Regions from separate parts of the Sus scrofa genome. Here region 2 is linked to region 1. A link is a contact called in public Hi-C data. All regions are on one chromosome and are shown on one strand. Each heading gives the region's core, a stretch centred on a gene start, on an enhancer-like site or on the middle of the called end of the contact. The rest is flanking DNA. Distances are from core to core; before and after follow the strand shown. Region 1 has its middle 46 kb from the start of IL1RL2. Region 2 overlaps IL1R1 (interleukin-1 receptor type 1).

Evidence for each region. Hi-C and Micro-C count contacts between places; a contact is called where the count stands out from the background.
Region 2: a Hi-C map of embryonic fibroblasts shows a contact between it and region 1, with 3 times the contacts expected there. The contact joins two enhancer-like sites. A contact is called at or near these places in 2 of 47 Hi-C or Micro-C datasets (embryonic fibroblasts and fibroblasts) and 1 of 2 datasets of contacts at active chromatin or transcription factors (skeletal muscle).

The regions. Positions count from the first base shown.
Region 1 is chr3:51,963,199-51,967,191 of Sscrofa11.1, reverse strand. No RefSeq gene overlaps it. Among named protein-coding and RNA genes, the nearest start is that of IL1RL2, 46 kb to the left of the region's middle. Within about 2 kb of position 2,366, at least 24 of the 83 cell types and tissues checked have an H3K27ac peak or open chromatin away from gene starts, as enhancers often do. A contact at or near this core is called in embryonic fibroblasts, where this site is marked.
Region 2 is chr3:52,281,298-52,285,290 of Sscrofa11.1, reverse strand. All of the region lies in intron 1 of IL1R1 (interleukin-1 receptor type 1), which reads left to right. Among named protein-coding and RNA genes, the nearest start is that of IL1R1, 51 kb to the left of the region's middle. Within about 2 kb of position 1,755, at least 8 of the 83 cell types and tissues checked have an H3K27ac peak or open chromatin away from gene starts, as enhancers often do. A contact at or near this core is called in embryonic fibroblasts, where this site is marked.

The sequences.
Region 1 (3,993 bases), core at 1,117-3,616:
CAATATTTTTCTAAATAATCTGTAGGTTTGAGTCTATCATTGACTAAAACTCTGAAAAACACACAATTAGCTTTTTGCTACCTTGGCAGGACAAGCTGCTTGAATATGGCAATGAGCAGTGTTATTTTTCCTGCCCTTTGGACTGTTTCAGGGAGGGTTTACATTTTCAGCTGACTTTCTCAGAGGCTCTTTTATTCCAGACAGTTGCCACTGCCCACCTTTGATGCTCTGATTTGATCACCCTTGACTTATTCCTAGAAGCACACCCAGCATTTATCTGCAACCACCACAAAGATTTTACCAAAGCAGACAGGATAGCAAAGAGACTGGAATCTGCAGGAAGACACCGTCAGAGGATCAGGCTTCAAGGTGGAGCTTTTCTTGTCTTTACAGGAGGGTGCCCAGCCCCCGCCTCCCACCCCCTCACAAGAACAGAATCTTTTCTGATTTCAGACCTGGCATGGGGCCAAGGGGGGGCAAGCATGCACTCACACTGGCTTAAACAGGTGGCACTAAATGTTTTGCTGGACGGATCATGCTCTCTTTGGCTTTGTCTCCTCATCTCTGCCTGCCTCCAATTTCCTGCTGCAGGTGGGGCTGGGGCCATTCTGGAGATGCAGCTGAGCTCAGACACAGAGGAGAGCCAGGTGGAGGAAGAGCTACGGGCATGGCCGTGGGTTTTGGTGGGTGAGAAGTCTCTGCCTGAATAGGCGTGCCCTTGCCCTCTCTGGCCACATGAAAACATGAAACTGTAGCCATTGAAAATATTAGCCATCCATGACATAAATTTCATTCCCAAATTTTAAAAATACATCATAGTTTTAATTTGTTGAGCACTCGTGAACATCACAAAAATTATCTTTGACTCATCTAGAAAATAAAAACCTGGGTCTACTACAAGTAACTGGTATGTCACCATTTAGATATTTTCACCTTAAGTACCTACGCTGGTGGTGGTGTCAACTGAAAAACTGGCAAAACCCAAAGTGTGATTCTAGAAAAATGTGAGGATACTGTGCAAAAGCTTTTATCACCCCTTGCATGGTGGATGTATTATTTCTTAATCTGAGTCACTGGCATCTATTGTTTTATTTGATTTATTCCTGTTGTCCCTGAACTCACCTGGAGAACCCTGGAGGTCCAAGATGTATATGGTGATGCTGTGGTCCCCACAGCCCCTCTGACGTGCATTTCCCTGATTTCCCTCCCTTCTCAGTGGTGTTATCAGAGGATTTATTTGCCTTCCCCCAGCAACCACCTTCACCACTACCACCGCTACTCCAATTCGCATCTTTCTGGAGAACAGAAAGATTTATAAGGACCGAGGCTTGGGCTGGGGTTGAGTGATTTTTTTCAAAACATTAAACATAGTCAGCTCCCAGACCAAGCCCCGTGCAGGACACAGCAGGGCTGCAGAGCCTAGATTCCCAGGATTTGGCTGAAGGAAGACAATTGTTTACCAACAGCTTTCATAGATTTTAAACTGAGAATTATGGAATTAAATATATTTTATATTCAAGTTTTTGTTTTGGCTCCATGGGTTAAGAACCCAACTAGTATCCATGAGGATGCAGGTTCAATCCCTGGCCTTGCTCAGTGGGTTAAGGATCTGGCATTGTCTCAAGCTGCTGCATAAGTCACAGAGGAAGCTTGGATTGCTGTGGCCGTGATGTAGGCCAGCAGCTGTAGTTCCAATTCATCCCCTAGCCCAGGAACTTCCATATGCTGCAGGAGCAGCCCTGAAAAGAAATACATATATATATATTTCTTAAAAATATTTATAAAATAATATATATATAATATTTACACATATTTATTAAAGTATTTATATATAAATATATTTTACATTGCAACTCAGTAAACACAAACAGTGAAAACAAGATTCAGTTCTGTCGTTGGTTCTATTCTCTTCTGTCTAGTCTTGCTCAATTTTTTTCACAGTGTGGGTCCCAGTCCCTTGATTGTTTAAAGACAGACTTACTGTTTCCAAAGCAGACAAACCCAGCTGTCTGAGCTCCAGCTCCCCAGCCAGCCGGGTACCACTCCATCATGATAATCTGCTTTCTTCAATCAACAGGCTTCATCACGAAGATATTTTGGCTCCTCTTGGATGACCTAATTGCTGGGTCAGTTAAGTTTGTTGTTTTAAGTGACCGCAGGCCCACAGAAGTATTCCCAACAGCAAAGTCTTGAGTGAACATAACTTCCTGCCTGTGTAACAGGATGACATCAAGAGGAAAAGAAAGTTGCCCCGTGGGTGAAGAACCTTGTGAAAGAGAAAAGCATTTCCTCTGTAGGGACCCAGGCAGCCTGAGGTTCACGCCCCAACTTGGAAACACCAGAAGCCACGCAGAGCTTCCCCACGGCGCCGCTGCGCCCTCTGCTGGCGGCGGAGGCGATGCTCCCCGTGACCGCCCGCGCGAGCCCCCAGCTCTCCCTCCACCCGGCTCTCCTCTGTGCCTGAGTTCAGCGGCATCTCCAGAAACACCCCCCAGCCCTAGCTGCAGCAGGAAATTGGAAGCAGGTAGAGACAAGGAGACAGCCAAACAGAGCATGTTCCGTCCAGCAAAACGTTTAGCCCGTGTGAATGCATGCCTCTCCCTCAGGGCCCTATTCGGGTGAGGGGGTGGGACGTGGGGGCGGGGCAGCCTCTTGTTAAGACAAAAATCTCCACCTTGAAGCCTCCTGTAAAGAACCCACAGCCTGCGGGGATATCCGCCTTCAGACCAAGACCCCCCCCGCCCCCCCCCGCCCCCAGTCTAGAGGTCAAATTGGCGCTAGAGCTGCCGGCCTATACCACACCACAGCCGCAAGCAACACAGGATCCGAGCCACGTTGGTGACCTACACCGCAGCTCAGGGCAACGCCAGATCCTTAACCCACTGAAAGGGGCCAGGGATTGAACCCTAATCCTCATGGATCCTAGTTGGGTTCATTAACCGCTGCACCACCAAGGGAACTCCAACGGTTGTCATCATTAATGCCCACTGGGAAAAGGACCGAAGTAGGTAAAAAGGGAATTCACAAAACAAGGGCTAATTCCTACGTAGACCTAGTGAAGGAAAAAGTATAAAACATCACAAATCATCTCTTGGTACTAGTTGGGGATGGTTACAATGTGCCAGACTTGGTACTAATCTCTTTTAGTGTGTTTTCCCACTTATTACTCTCAGTGATTCTATATTTTCTCCGCTTTAAAAATGAAGAAATTGAGGCTGTAAGAGCTCCCCCAGGGGTAATGCAGTCGTATAAAATGGTCTTAGGGAAATTTATTACTGAGTATTTGGTGATATTGTAGCATTACCTTTAACATTTTAGTATGATAATTGTACCCTTGTTATGTTTCCAAGAGAGTCCTTGTGTTTTAGACATGGTATAGTGAAGCACTTACAGATGAAATACTAAGATGGCTAAGATTTGTCTAAAAATCATCATCCAGTTCAAGGAGAGGAAGAACACTTGAGAGAAAGTGTTTTTTGTTTTTTTGTTTTTTTTTTCTTGTTTCAAGAAAGAAACACTTGAAACAAGAGGACCATGAATAAGGGTCATGGGGACCCATTATCTTATTTTCTCTATTTTTTGTACATACATGGAATTTTCTCCAAAGAAAAGTCTGAACATTGAAGTGGTTGAAGATTTTTTTTTTAAACCCAACTAACTCTCAGGTGAGCAAACTTGCCTAGAAAAAAAAAAAAAAAAGACATTTTTCTTTTCTAGCTAGGGAAAAAGGCTTTTGGTTTTCTTTTGTTTTCAAAATATGAGCAACTTTTTCTTTTCCTGATTATTTGCTCATTGGAGTCATTTATAAAACATGAAATTATTATAAAACAATATCTATTAGCCTCTGTCTGTCTAATAAAGCATTCGCATCCTTAGACTCGTAGAGTGGCCGCATGTGCCCCAGAAACACGGTCTTGCATCATGCGGAGTGGGGAGTGCAGAGCAAGGTGCTGGCAAAGGTAGGCTGGAGGAAGGAGCAATGGGCGTACGGGA
Region 2 (3,993 bases), core at 506-3,005, 320 kb before region 1:
CATTGTTAACTTGCTTAGTAGAGAAACTCCACAGGCAAGGTTAAAGAATGGCTAAGATACCTTTCTTAAGTATTTTGAATGCCTTTAAAAGTGTATACAGATAGCACATACTCACAGTCAAAAATAAAGAAAGAATACATAGAGATGAATGAAGAAGGTGAAACATCAAAACCTAATATTGTGAGATAGATACTGCTAATATTTTGGTGGGTATGGTTTCTCTGAATGCATTTACATCTTGGAAAAAGCATGCTCAGACTGTCCATTCTGTTTTACTATCTGCTTTTCCCTTTCAGCAAAGCATCTTGCCATGCTAATGAATTTCTTCCTCCACAGATGATTTGCTGAATCATGTTGGTAGATATTTGATTTCTGTCTTTTCACTTCTTAACATTACCAAAACAAACATCCTTGGGGGGGAAACCTATGCATCTCTTCCTGATATTTCCTTGGAATAAAATCCCAGAGGTCAAAGGGCGAAAGTATATTTGAAGCTCTTGATTCTGTTACTGAATTCCTCTAGGAAAGTGCATTCGTGTACATACCCTCCAGCACTGTATAGACACCACTTCCCCACACTTTCACCGGCTGGGTTTTATTTACTTATTTTTAAGTGTGCTAATCTGATAACTGGCAAAGAGTATCTTGTCTTCATTTGTGTTCAGGACACTTTTTGGGGGTGAAACCTTCTGGTTTCTTACTCTCTTCCTCTAGGTTCAACTTCTTGTCTTTTTTGGTTACTCATTATCAAACCCGTTCTCGCTCATAGCAACTTTTGTCAACCTAATTTCTGAGGTCTTTGATCTCATTCGATGTCTCTCAGCAGGTCTGCAGAGAGTGTGGGGGAATCAGATGCTTTTGCTCTGATTTTTACCATTTGAACAACCTCGGGCAAACCTCAGTCTTTATGATTGTATCTCCTTTTTAGCTATAAAATTTAGAGATAAGGGCTGACTTTCCCTCTCACCACAGGATTGTACTGGGAACAGAAGAGGGCTAGAAGAAAGTTCTTTAAATAGAAATAAAGTAAAAAATACCGAGTGGTACTATGACTATTATTGTTAATATGCAGTTTATATTTTCACCTTATGGGATATTCAGCTTTTAGAGAGCTGTATGCCAAAGTTTGGATAGTGTTTCCTAATTCTAAACTGGGAAAGGGGTGTGTGACAACATATTGCTTAGTTCTGAGAGTCAGCAGCACCTGGATATACTTTAGATTAAAAATGGGTTTATTGTGTTGCTTATTTATCTCATTTGCATATGGGATAACATGCCATTCTTTTCATATTGCATTGTCACCATTCACTTGCTTTGCTCTGATCCCCAGTGAGAGCTTCTCAAAGACAGGGGCGGGTTTGCTGTGTTCCTTTCTCCAGGGCCTGGTTTGTGGCCTGACACCCTGTGGGGGCTTGAGAAACATTTCTCGAATGAGTCAGTGGAAGGGACCTAGGAATGTTTTTACCCAACTTTGCAGGGAAATGACTATCCCCAAAAGGAATTATAGAGGATTTAAAAATGGAGCTTTTCTGGGGCATGTTAATTATTTTATTCATTTAATTGAGTGTGGGTCGGTTTCTGTTTCTACTCAGTAAAACTTTAAAGCTCTTAATGGCTGTTAAGCAAATGAATACAAACCCAGGGTAGAACCAGGAAAACAGGTGGCAGCTTTTGTGAGTACAAGGCTTATGGACTTGGCATGAGTATGCAAAGCTTTATACTTTCAGGGGTATAGAGTTTCTCCCTGACTGTTAGCTCAGTGGTCAGCTGTTAAAATCAGCACCAAGTGCCCATTGGGCAATGGTTTGGATCTGGTGCTGAATAAGTCATGATGATGGCACATAACTAAGGAAGCACTTCCAATGTGTGAGACCTGGTTCTAAGAGCTCCTATTTGAGGTGGTCTTTATTATTACCTCACTTTGCAGGTTAAGAAACGGAAGCCCAGGGATGTGATTGTGATTTACCTCAAGTCACATCAGTGGTTAGTGTGGGGTTGGGATTCATGAAGCAGTCTCACTCTGGAGTCCACAGGTTGCTGAATTTGAGAGATGATGACTGTGGTTTGGGATGGCTGACGATGTCTGTGCTGTGCCCTTGGGTATGGAGTCCACATTACTGAGTTCCTACTAAGGAACGTGCACTATTCTGGGTTCTTTCCAGCCACTGACTCTAGCCTTTCTCACAACGTTGTAAGACTGGTGCCATTGTTCCAGCTCTAGAATCAGACCAACTGAGACTTTGAGCAGTTCAGTAAGTGACCCAAAGGAACCAGTGAGGGCTAAGACAGCCGTCCATCCACGTCAAGTCCATTTAGCCTCCTAGCCCATGTGCTGTGCTGGTGACAACTGGGTGCTGATCCAGAGATGCTGAAGGTCCAATTCTGTTGCACTGGGAACTGTTGAGGCTTGAACCTCAGCCAAGTAATCCTTTCATTCAGGGGCTCCAGGGGTCTGTCAATCTGTCCCTGACTCTTTGTCGGTCAAGTTGAAATGGTACCTGGAGTTCATTTTCAGGCCGTGTATTCCCTGGCAGGACCATCCAGAAGGCTGGGGTGAAGTCTGGAGAGGCCTAGCTTCATTTTCTCCTGGGAAACTCACCTGTCTTATTTTTGCTAGTTGTTCAGGTTCTAAAATGGGGATAGGAATATAACTTGAAGAATATAAGTTTTTTTTTTTGTTAATTCAACAACATTTATTTAGTATTAATTGTTTGCCAGACCTTATGTAGGTGTGCATTACATTTTTTTTCTTAAAAAATTTTATTTAAGACTATAATTTGAAATAGTACTTTACTTATTTTTCGGTTAGACTTTCCATTAAGGTTTTAGAACTCAGACTTTTTTTTGAACGAAAACACAAAGTTTGTGTGCTTTTGAATAGATAACACAATTTAAAAGGCCTTAAAGAGGCTATTCAGTGAAATCATTCCCTCTTTCTCATACATGGGTGACTCGTCAATAGTTTCTTCACACTGTATCAGTCAGGGTTCTCCCTCTGTAGAGTCAACAGGAAATAGATGTATTGTTTGTATATGTGTCTATCTGTCTGTCTATCTATCTATCTCTTATCTATAAAGAAAGAGTTATTATAAGGTATGGGCTGCCTCAATGCCATTTATGGAGGCTAAAAAGTTCTAGGATCTGCCGTCTACAGGCTATAGACCCAGGAGAGTAGGTAGTGTAGTTAGAAGGCTTGAGATCCAGAGAGCGATGGTGTAGACTCCTGTCCAGTCTGAAGGCCTAAGAACCAGGGTACCAAAGGCAGGAGAAATTGATGTCCTAGCTCAAGAGGGCAGACAGAGTTAATTCAACTTTCCTCTGCCTTTTGCTCTGTGTAGGCCCCCAAGGGATTGGAATGAGGACTGTCCTTGCTGGGGAGGGCTATCAGCTTCGCTCAGTTCACCACTTCAGGTGCTGATTATTTCCAGAAACAGCCTCACAGATACACTCAGAAGCAAGGTTTAACCAGCTCTCTGGGCATCTCCTGGCCCAGTCCAACCAACATGTAAAATTACCCATTACACACACCTCTTCTGTATGTACCCTCTTCCATGTCTGTATCTAACCTGCTGCTTTGTAGCCTTTTGGCAACTTTTCAATTGTTCGCAGTCTTTTGCTGTTACAACCAATGTTGCAATGAATAACAAACAGCTTTGCCTGTGTCATTTTGCAGAAGTGCCCGTAAGCTTAATTGTTAGCTAAATTCCTAGAAGTGGCACTGCTGAGTCAAAGGCTATGTGCATTTGTGATTTGATATAAATTTCAGAACTGCCCACCTACTTCCCACCAGGTTATACCAATGAACACCTCTGCCCGGAATGTTTGAGAGAATGTTTCCCCATGCACCTGTCAACACAGTATACTAGTAAACTGGTTTTTTTTTTTTTTTTAATTTTTTTAAGTTTGGTGATTTTATAGGGGGAAAAGTTTAACTCAGTATGTTTTTGAATTTTTCATATCTCACATCATAACTGCAGTTTTTAGACATGATTT